Linked DNA regions of Gossypium hirsutum: region 2 is linked to region 1. Evidence: chromatin contacts called from public Hi-C data. All regions are on one chromosome and are shown on one strand. The core of a region is the stretch at or near the end of the contact, and the rest is flanking DNA. Distances in the headings are between cores, read along the strand shown. Region 1 holds the start of LOC107892221 (glycerol-3-phosphate dehydrogenase [NAD(+)]). Region 2 holds the start of LOC107892214 (zinc finger CCCH domain-containing protein 67).

Region 1 (4,756 bases), core at 986-3,485:
ATTTAAACCCTTAAATTGCTATTTGGACCCACCTGCTTAGCTTAATCACGCCTTACCTCTCGGCTTTTACCCTTTATATAAGTCCCCCACATTGTACGATGCCTAGCCACCCCACTACCTCCATTGGCTCCCACTTTATCACTATTCCAAAAATGGGATCGTCAACATTTTCATATATCTTTCACATTCTCTTCATTTCCCTCCTTGTTCCAAATCTAGCTTCTTCCTCGCCAGTTCAAGATCCTGAATTTGTTGTTGATGAAGTTCACAAGTAATTCATTTATATACTCTTACAATGTTTATATTGTATAAGATTAATGTGTACATATATGCATTGGTATGTTTTCATTTGCAGGAGTATCAATGCTTCGAGGAGGAACTTGGGTTACTTGTCATGTGGAACAGGAAATCCCATTGATGATTGTTGGAGGTGTGATCCGAACTGGGAGAAGAACCGGCAAAGGTTAGCCGATTGCGCGATTGGGTTCGGGAAGCATGCCATGGGAGGCAAAAATGGTCGAATCTATGTTATTACGGATGCCGGCGATGACGACCCGGTGAACCCTAGGCCGGGTACTTTAAGGCATGCTGTGATTCAAGACGAGCCATTGTGGATTATTTTCAAGAGAGATATGGTGATTACGTTGAAACAAGAATTGTTGATGAACTCTTTCAAGACAATAGACGGTCGAGGTGCGAGCGTTCACATATCGGGTGGACCATGCATCACCATCCATTATGTGTCGAACATCATAATCCATGGCATCCACATACATGATTGTAAACCCGGGGGTAGTACAATTATAAGAGACTCTCCCCATCATGCAGGGCATTGGACTCCATCGGACGGTGATGGTGTCTCAATCTTTGGCAGCAAGAATATATGGGTTGACCATTGTTCATTGTCGAATTGTCATGATGGACTCATCGATGTCATCCATGGATCCACCGCCGTGACTATATCAAACAACTACATGACCCATCATGATAAAGTCATGCTTTTGGGCCACAGTGATTCCTATATGCAAGATAAAAACATGCAAGTCACTGTTGCCTTTAACCATTTCGGGGAAGGTCTAATTCAAAGAATGCCAAGGTGTAGACTTGGATATTTCCATGTGGTGAACAACGATTACACCCATTGGGAAATGTACGCCATTGGTGGCAGTGCAAACCCTACTATCAACAGCCAAGGAAACAGGTTTCTAGCACCCAATGATAGATCAAAGAAAGAGGTAATTAATTTTCAAAGTCCTCATTAGCACGAGTTAACTCATATATATCACCATTTTCACACTACCATATGTAATGATTTTTGTAGGTGACCAAGCATGAGAATGCACCAGAGAGTGAATGGAAACGCTGGAACTGGAGATCCGAAGGAGACTTGATGTTGAATGGAGCCTTTTTCAGGCAAACCGGTGCTTCTGGTGCATCTTCAACCTTTTCTAGGGCTTCGAGCCTTAGTGCTAGACCATCTTCTCTTGTGGGTACAATGACAATGACTGCTGGCGCACTCAAATGTAGAAGGGGTTCCCACTGCTAGTTTTAAACTTATAATTAGCAGTTTAATTATAATTTAGTCTTTTTGTTTCTTTTAAGAATGTAATGAAACGACGACCTCTGCATGTTGCCTGAAATTGGACACAACTTGGATTAATCATTAATCCTATACAGTTAATTTGTAGTAATTTTCTGTATTGATAGATCAAAGCATGCAACTGCAGTTTAGGGTTGCTTTTATGTAATCTGCTATAAGTGGCTAAAGTGTACTTTTTCATGAAAGTGATTGTCTTTATTGATAAGAGAGTTTTGCTTGTTTTATCTACATAACGTATAAAAAGTATATATTTTATATCTCTTAAATGCTTTCATGGATAAAAAGTCAAACCAAAGCATTAATTATAATGGAAAAAGATAAAAAGTATTTATATAAAATGTTGTGAGCGTTTGGATAATTGTCACCGAAAAAGTTATTGCTTTTGAAGTACCAAAATGTCAATGCAAACAAACCCAATTAATCATCAATTAATTTATTCTTTGTCGTTGAAAAAAATTAAAATATAGAATTTTACTAATAAAAACTTAATAATAATAGTAATAGTATTCCTTAAAAAATTAATAATAGTAATAACCAAAAATGGAAAACCTTAATTTAGAAAATTAATAATAGTAATAATCATGCGATCTAGTTTTGATGTGTGAAACAAACAATGGTTTATAGGAAGAAAATTTTCATATAAAAAGGAGCAACTAAAAGCCAAGTTTTGGGCGTAAATCATGGAGAAACTGAATATCTGAGCTAGACCGCAATGTGATTTGAGTAGAGTGGGAATGCAAGACAGAATCTCCCGCATGCACTCATAGCTTCAAGCTTTTTGGTATGTTTATTACATTGTGATTAATTAAAGTCAGTCACTGTCTCAAACATTTGCAAATGCCAATTGCAATTTACTAAACTTCTTTCTATCTCATATCATCTTCTTGCAGACCTTTGCTTTTACCATGAATATCAAGTATCTCTCCCTATCTATCTCTATATATTGACCCAACCAGTTTTGGGCTAAAATATATTGACCCATTAGAAAATGGGTCTAAGATATTTCTTTATTGAAATGGACCCAAGACAAGTTCCACGACGGTTTTTGTTCTTTGGATCATAGCCTTCATTGGTCTCACTTTCATTTTTATTCACTGATAAATTGCCAAAACAACCATGTCATTACAAAATTACTTTGCAAAGTGAGGTCCAAACTTGCAGTAGTTTTGACTTGGAAAGAAAACCCGAAGGAAGAAAGCAAAAGCAACATAGAGTAGATCGCCAACTTCAACAAATGAAAGCATAAAAGATAACTTTGTTTCATTGTTTGTGACGACAACGTGTCTGTCATCTCCGCCCTCATGCGCTTTCATTTCCCCTTATATTCTTCTTCATCTTTCTCCCTCTTTTCTGACTTCACTTTCATTTCTTCATTGCCACTCATCTTTTCTTCCTCCCATTTCTCCCCTTTCATTTCAATGGCTCCTGCTTTTGAACCTCTCTCTCCCCCACACCAAGAAGCTGAACCCCAAACTGCAACACCCCATCACGCTGACACTGTAAACAATTTTGGGAATGATGGTCAAGTTGTCTCTAAATCAAAGGTCACTGTTGTTGGTAGTGGTAATTGGGGTAGTGTTGCTGCTAAGCTCATTGCTTCTAACACTCTCAAGCTCAACTCTTTTCATGGTATTTGTCTACCCTTCACTCATCTTTTTGTTTCTTGCATGATTTTCCGTTTCTTTCAACGATTTAGAAACCGGGGAAAAGCTCCCCAAAGATGTTAGCTTGTGAGATTCATATGGTGGAATGATGAAAAAGATTACTTAACTATGTTTAGAAGTATTGAGATTTGATAATACTAAGTGGAAGTTTTTATGGTTTTAGATTTGGAATTGAATTGCAATTTGTTCTAATGAAAAATCCAGATGAAGTGAGGATGTGGGTATTTGAGGAGACATTGCAAACGGATGAAAAGCTTACAGATGTCATTAACAAAACTAATGTGAGCACTTGAAAACATTCATTTTCTGTCCATTTGTTTATTTTCTTGTAGATTTTCTCAACCTGTAAGTGGGCTTGCTTTTGTTTCACTAGGAAAATGTTAAATACCTTCCTGGTATTAAGCTCGGCAAAAATGTCATTGCGGATCCAGACCTCGACAATGCAGGTAATCAATTTCCCCTTTTTTCTTTACATTTCTTGTACCCTTTTTGCTTCATTTATATTCTTGAATGCTTGTAGCTAGGGTAGTTAGGGATAGATGTTCACTATGTTTACGGTTGAAATCGAAATTCTGCAGTAAAAGATGCAAACATGTTGGTCTTTGTGACCCCTCATCAATTTATGGAGGGCATATGCAAGAGGCTTGTTGGTAAAGTAAGGGGAGATGTTGAGGCTATTTCTCTTATTAAAGGGATGGAGGTCAAAATGGAAGGCCCTTGTATGATCTCCAATCTTATATCCGAGCAGCTCGGCATCAATTGTTCTGTTCTAATGGGGGCAAATATCGCAAATGAGGTAATCAGTTGATATACTTGAGAAGTTCACATACAAATTACAGTGTCATTTTGCCATTGGTTTCTCACAAGTAACTAGTTGAGCCTATAGATCGCTGTGGAGAAATTCAGTGAAGCAACGGTTGGATATCGAGACAATCGAGAGATTGCGGAGCAATGGGTTAAATTATTCAGTACCCCTTATTTCATGGTCACTCCTGTGAGTAATATTGCTACACTTTTTTCATTCGAGCTCTAATTAATATCAGAATCATGAATTGTTGAATTGGTACAGAGCATAAAGTACGAATGTAATGCATTTTAAGAAATATTTTGGCCTTCTGTTTTCACGAACAAACAGGTCCAGGATGTGGAAGGGGTTGAACTATGTGGAACTTTGAAGAATGTTGTGGCCATTGCAGCTGGTATGTAATACAGTAACATGTTTTCATCCTTCTACACAAACTTATGAATTAAAAGCAATCCTAATTCTTAATCTTACAGGTTTTGTGGATGGACTTGAGATGGGAAATAACACAAAGGTTCTTACATATGATTTTTCTTTTTTAAAAATAAGTCTTTCATATTCTTGGCCGTCATTTCTCACTGTTACTATGTAAATTATTAGGCTGCGATAATGCGAATTGGTCTAAGAGAGATGAGAGCTTTCTCCAAACTGTTATTTTCATCTGTTAGGGATAGTACCTTCTTTGAAAGC
Region 2 (4,756 bases), core at 575-3,074, 180 kb before region 1:
GAAGTTCAAAAACCAAAATTTCTTGAAAGAAAACTAGATAAAACAGTAATGGAACATTGGTTGACTAAAGTGAGAGACAAGCTACCTGATGTCCACTCCATTCAGAATTTGCATGCATCCCGTGAGCATACGCTGAATTCTGATTCAAGCATTTAAGATGCTCATTTGACATCATATTCAAGGACAACGAAGGGGCAGTTAGTTCAGCTGATGGCAAAGCATCAAATCCACCATTATAATTCCCTGGAGAATGGTCTCCAGAACCAGAAGGGTCCGAGCGGAAAGTGCTGGATCCTTCAGCAGCAGTAGGGTCCGGATGGTTAAACCTACAGCTAGATCCATATGCACAAGAACCATTACGCATATAATACGGACACTCTTTCTCCAGCTGAAAGGAACATAGAATTAGCTCACATTGTGCACCGGGAGAAGGTAGATATGTTCGAAAACCAAGTGAGAGAAACAAAATATAGCACCCCAAAACATAAAATCCTTACCATTCGAATTGGCAGGCCTAGAAAGTTAAGTTCAGGTGGAGGTAACTCGGACTTTTCGAGGTATCTGGACTTCTCTTTGGAGTGACTATATCTACAAGCTTTTCCATACTTGCATCCTCCCGGACTTAGGTAATACTGCCGAAATAACAGTAGACAAATCAAGATTCTTAATAACAAGTTAGAAACGATTGCCGTGAGTACTAATAATGCTCAAACCTTGCATTCAATCTGCCCTGTCTGTTCCGCTAAGCCATCCTTTTCGCTCTTTTCATTTATATCCTTCAAGTGACACCCACAAATGGCAAGAAGCCAATGAAGTTCAGGGATAATCAATAAGGTAGCAAGCTACAACCTAAAACAGTAGTGAAAATGTTCATAAAGGATGTACCACTTGAAATGGAAGTGCTAAGGAATTGACTTCTAAGGGAGCTAATACATAATCTTCATTAGAGTGCCTATATCTGCAAGCATTTCCATACTTGCACCCTCCAGTGGCTCGGTAATACTACACACATCAAAACACAGAGTAAACATAACAACACAGAGGAACTCAAATACTTCCTTCGTGTCATGTGTACAATAATAATGCTTGGTTGAATAATACATGGCTGATGTCACCATCAAATACACTATTATCCTTACATGCGTTATGGTTAATAAAGAATTGCAACATAAAATTTCAAGGTACCCCAACCTTGCATTCAATTTGCTTTTTCTGATCAGTCGCCAATCCCAGATGATTCTCCTTATCCTTCAACAACCATAAAAAAACACACACAAAAAAATGAAAGTTTTTTAAAAAAATCAGTCTTTTACATTAAAAAATGGTAAAAAAGAAAAAAAGAAAAAACTTAAACCTTAATAGTTCTAGAAACTGGATGGTTAAACTTGCAACAAGAACCAAACTTGCAATTGCCAGATTTAAGATAAAAGCTACAATTTTCAGCATAAGGCCTTAAAGGGTACTGATAATTCTTCCCATTTTGCCACTCCACTTGAAGATTTTCATTGCTATTGTTGTTGTTGTCTCCATAGCCATTCCAGTCATTCTCTTCCAAGGTCACACTTTTAAGGTCCCTAACAATACTTTCTTCTTGTTTTTCCCTTCCAGGGTTAAGATTAGACAAAAGGGTGTTAGAATTAAACCCTGAGAGAGACTCTGGTTGAGTTTCGTTTGGGGGTTCCCGCAGTACTGGTGAGTGTTCTTCATAACTTCCCATCTTTTTCTTTGATTTTTTTTCCCTCAAAGCTCAGCACGCAGCCACGTTATCAACCCTAGCTCACGTGCAGAACATATAACCCGTGCTTTACGGGAATATATTTATTTGTCACTAATAAAAAGTAAACTGCATATCAAAGTTAACTTATATTTTGTTATATAAATTAAAATATATTTATTATGCTTATTTTATTGATTTGCGGGATTTTTTATTTTATAAATAAAATTATTGGTATTATTATATTATTAACAAAGATGTTATTTTTTTAAAAAAATGCAAATTTTAAAACTTGCACACTCCTTTTAAAAGTAGTATTGTTTCATCAACCAATTGGTTTAATGCTTTTGCCAAACAAAACGCAATGTATAATTATCACACCAATTAAGGACTTGAATTCTTAAGAATTTTGCAACTTAAAAGCAGTGAAGCAGTCAAGTCCAAGTAATTTAGTGAATTACATTCATGCATGGTTACTTTTGCTTGTTAACCAAACATTTGGAAACATTAACTCGAAATGAATGAACAAAGGCGGCCGGCCGTTGCATTTATGTCCAAAATCTGACAACTATGGACAAATATCGACATCCTAGTCCTACACCATTCGATTTCTACATCTCTGGCAAGAACTGATTGTGATTCTTGATCGACATCCTATTCCTACATCATTCGATTTCTACATCTCTGGCAAGAACTGATAGTGATTCTTGATCAGACATGTTATGGCTTGTACTCCGCTTGAAAGATCTGCTGCTAAAAAACCGCAGAACGGTGTTCTTCGATTGATGAGACCTATTACTAGATCCGCTGCTGTTGCTGCTGCCACTGTCCTTCTTTGAGAGATCCTCGGATAGTTTGTTAACAAATTCCTCAAAGTGTCGCCTGAAAGTTGGATACCTCGACACTGATTTAGTAATACCTTGTAACCTTCATTAAAAAGTATAAGTAATGGAGTCAGATTACGAAGCATACAGCAGTGTCGAGAAAAAAAATATAGATTAGTTGCATTCTCACCGTCGGGCTAATGCATCAAGCTCAGCTCGTTTACGCTCTGATTCTGGTGGAGACCCAATATTTTTCAACCGTGCTGCATCACCACACAGCAACACTAATTTGCCTAAGTAATCCTTTTCCTCCGGGGAAAGATTCTCAGCTCTGATTTGCTCTTTCAGTATCAAAAAGGGGTTAAGAAACCAATCAAAGAATGCATCTTTTGGTCGGTTTGTGGCCGTTATTTCTGTATTGTCACCTACATAAAAGCAATTCCTCAGATGCTGTTGAAGCCATTTGAAAGCTCATAGGTCATAATCTTTCACAAGTAACTCTTTTTTGGGGGGCTCAATATGGAAACAAATTTACTTACTCAGTAATATGCCCAGTCTATTCGCATCCACAGAGCGCAAGAGTGCCTGAAGAAAGCAATAAGCCGGTAAGCCAATGCTGACCACTCTACTTCCTTTGATGGACTTGGCATCATCGATGTCCTTAGAAGTTATCAGCCCTTCAGACACCATTTTCTCACCATGGACATGGCACTCCTTAAATAAGCCCTCGAGTAGCTGCATTAATCATAAAAGAACTTATTTTAGCACCCGACTACAATCAAATACGAAATGCTTGTTTTATTCCAAAGGGAAAGAAACCACAAGCAAACAAGTCACCTCGAGTGGCTTCAAATCAAGCCTTGCATTTGTAAGTGAATCAATGCGAGCAGGAGGACGGAAGGAGTCAGATTTAGAGAAGGATTCATTTCTGTGCCTACGATACCGAGGCCTGTTTATACCAAAACAAAAAACAAAAAAAAAATACTCATAAAAAGTTTGCTAAGGCATATAATATCATAAGAACAAATCATTAGAATGCTGAATGAAACCTGGGAAGGCAAGATCCTTCAGGCATGTCAAGGACATCAGTGCTGTATTCATCATATATGGACAACGAAGCAACGATATAACAAAGCCCATACCAAAACGAGGACTCCTGCAAATAAAATCACAAAAAAGCAAGTTATATGTTGAATGGAAATAAGGACAAAGAAAATACCAGTCTAACATCATGCTGCAAGTTGAGGTTCCATTACTCTAAAACACTTGGTTGCATTTAATAAAGTACAAAGGTCGGAGAAGAAAATGGATCACAATAAATTTGAAATTAAGTAGACCCGTGGGTAATACAGCAACAACATTGCTCGGTTGTCTATAAGATCTCGTAATGGAAATGTCAACCAATTAAGTGGGACAAAGCATATGAACTTATATAGCTAAATGCTGAATTTATGAAGTTCCACATCCATATTTGAATGAACATCAACGGACAACAATATTACATTGGAAGACTAAGAAAAGGAACTAAAATTACATAGCAGATGTAAACCTGGTAAACAATCACCGCGGCATAGGCACCAAGGAAGATGCTAGACACCATTGATCCCAACACTGCTCCAATGACGGCGAGTGGCCAGAGTAAGATGGCAAGGCCTGCAAATGGTACACATATTGTCTCCAAGAAAGGGCCTTCTCGACCTACAAGGTCATGAAATAATCGATGCCACCCTTTAACGAGCATGTAAGGACTTTTGCAGAAGGCAATAAGTGAGATCATTGGAAAATCAACCAGAAAACCAAGCACTGCAGCTATAAGAGCCGGAAGCAGATAAAGGAATCTGCAATGAAGTTCATAGAAACCTCAGTTGAATCAAAAAGGGATTTATATTCTGAAAAAAATGAAAACCCCACAAAGCTTAAGTGCCTACCATATAGGAACCTAAATGGGCAAGCATACTCGTACAACACTCTTCATTCATAGCATAGCTCACCAAATTTCTTCTACAGTCTAAACTTTAAACCAACTAGCTCATGGACAGTGTTTCCTCATGTATACTTTAAGCCAATTGAAAGCATTTAGCGAACACAATATTGCTGATCTCTAAGCAAATAAAAGAACAGATATAAACTATCATAACAGTGCCATATTCCTTGTAAGCTACCTAAATAATGAAATAAAGACACTAGCCAGATGCAGCTATCGATCTTGTCTATGATC

The links. Hi-C and Micro-C count contacts between places; a contact is called where the count stands out from the background.
Region 2: a contact with region 1 is called in a Hi-C map of leaf, with 4 times the contacts expected there. The contact joins the promoter of LOC107892214 here to the promoter of LOC107892221 in region 1. A contact is called at or near these places in 15 of 34 Hi-C or Micro-C datasets (callus, fibers, hypocotyl and 3 more).

The regions. Positions count from the first base shown.
Region 1 is chrD09:10,558,932-10,563,687 of Gossypium_hirsutum_v2.1, reverse strand. LOC107892221 (glycerol-3-phosphate dehydrogenase [NAD(+)]) reads left to right here and starts at 2,235. Exons shown (of 12, transcript XM_016817235.2): 1 at 2,235-2,381; 2 at 2,491-3,229; 3 at 3,469-3,545; 4 at 3,638-3,710; 5 at 3,843-4,060; 6 at 4,151-4,258; 7 at 4,400-4,463; 8 at 4,543-4,580; 9 at 4,667-4,756. The coding sequence starts at 2,902. LOC107892218 (pectate lyase) reads left to right here and starts at 112. Exons shown (of 3, transcript XM_016817234.2): 1 at 112-271; 2 at 356-1,235; 3 at 1,322-1,691. The coding sequence starts at 153. The coding sequence ends at 1,546.
Region 2 is chrD09:10,741,084-10,745,839 of Gossypium_hirsutum_v2.1, reverse strand. LOC107892214 (zinc finger CCCH domain-containing protein 67) reads right to left here and starts at 1,824. Exons shown (of 8, transcript XM_016817229.2): 1 at 1,355-1,824; 2 at 1,192-1,248; 3 at 886-1,002; 4 at 714-776; 5 at 498-632; 6 at 86-388. The coding sequence starts at 1,717. It overlaps LOC107892215, which reads right to left. Exons shown (of 10, transcript XM_016817231.2): 5 at 4,088-4,376; 6 at 3,588-3,694; 7 at 3,376-3,487; 8 at 3,078-3,273; 9 at 2,729-2,963; 10 at 2,154-2,641. The coding sequence ends at 2,380.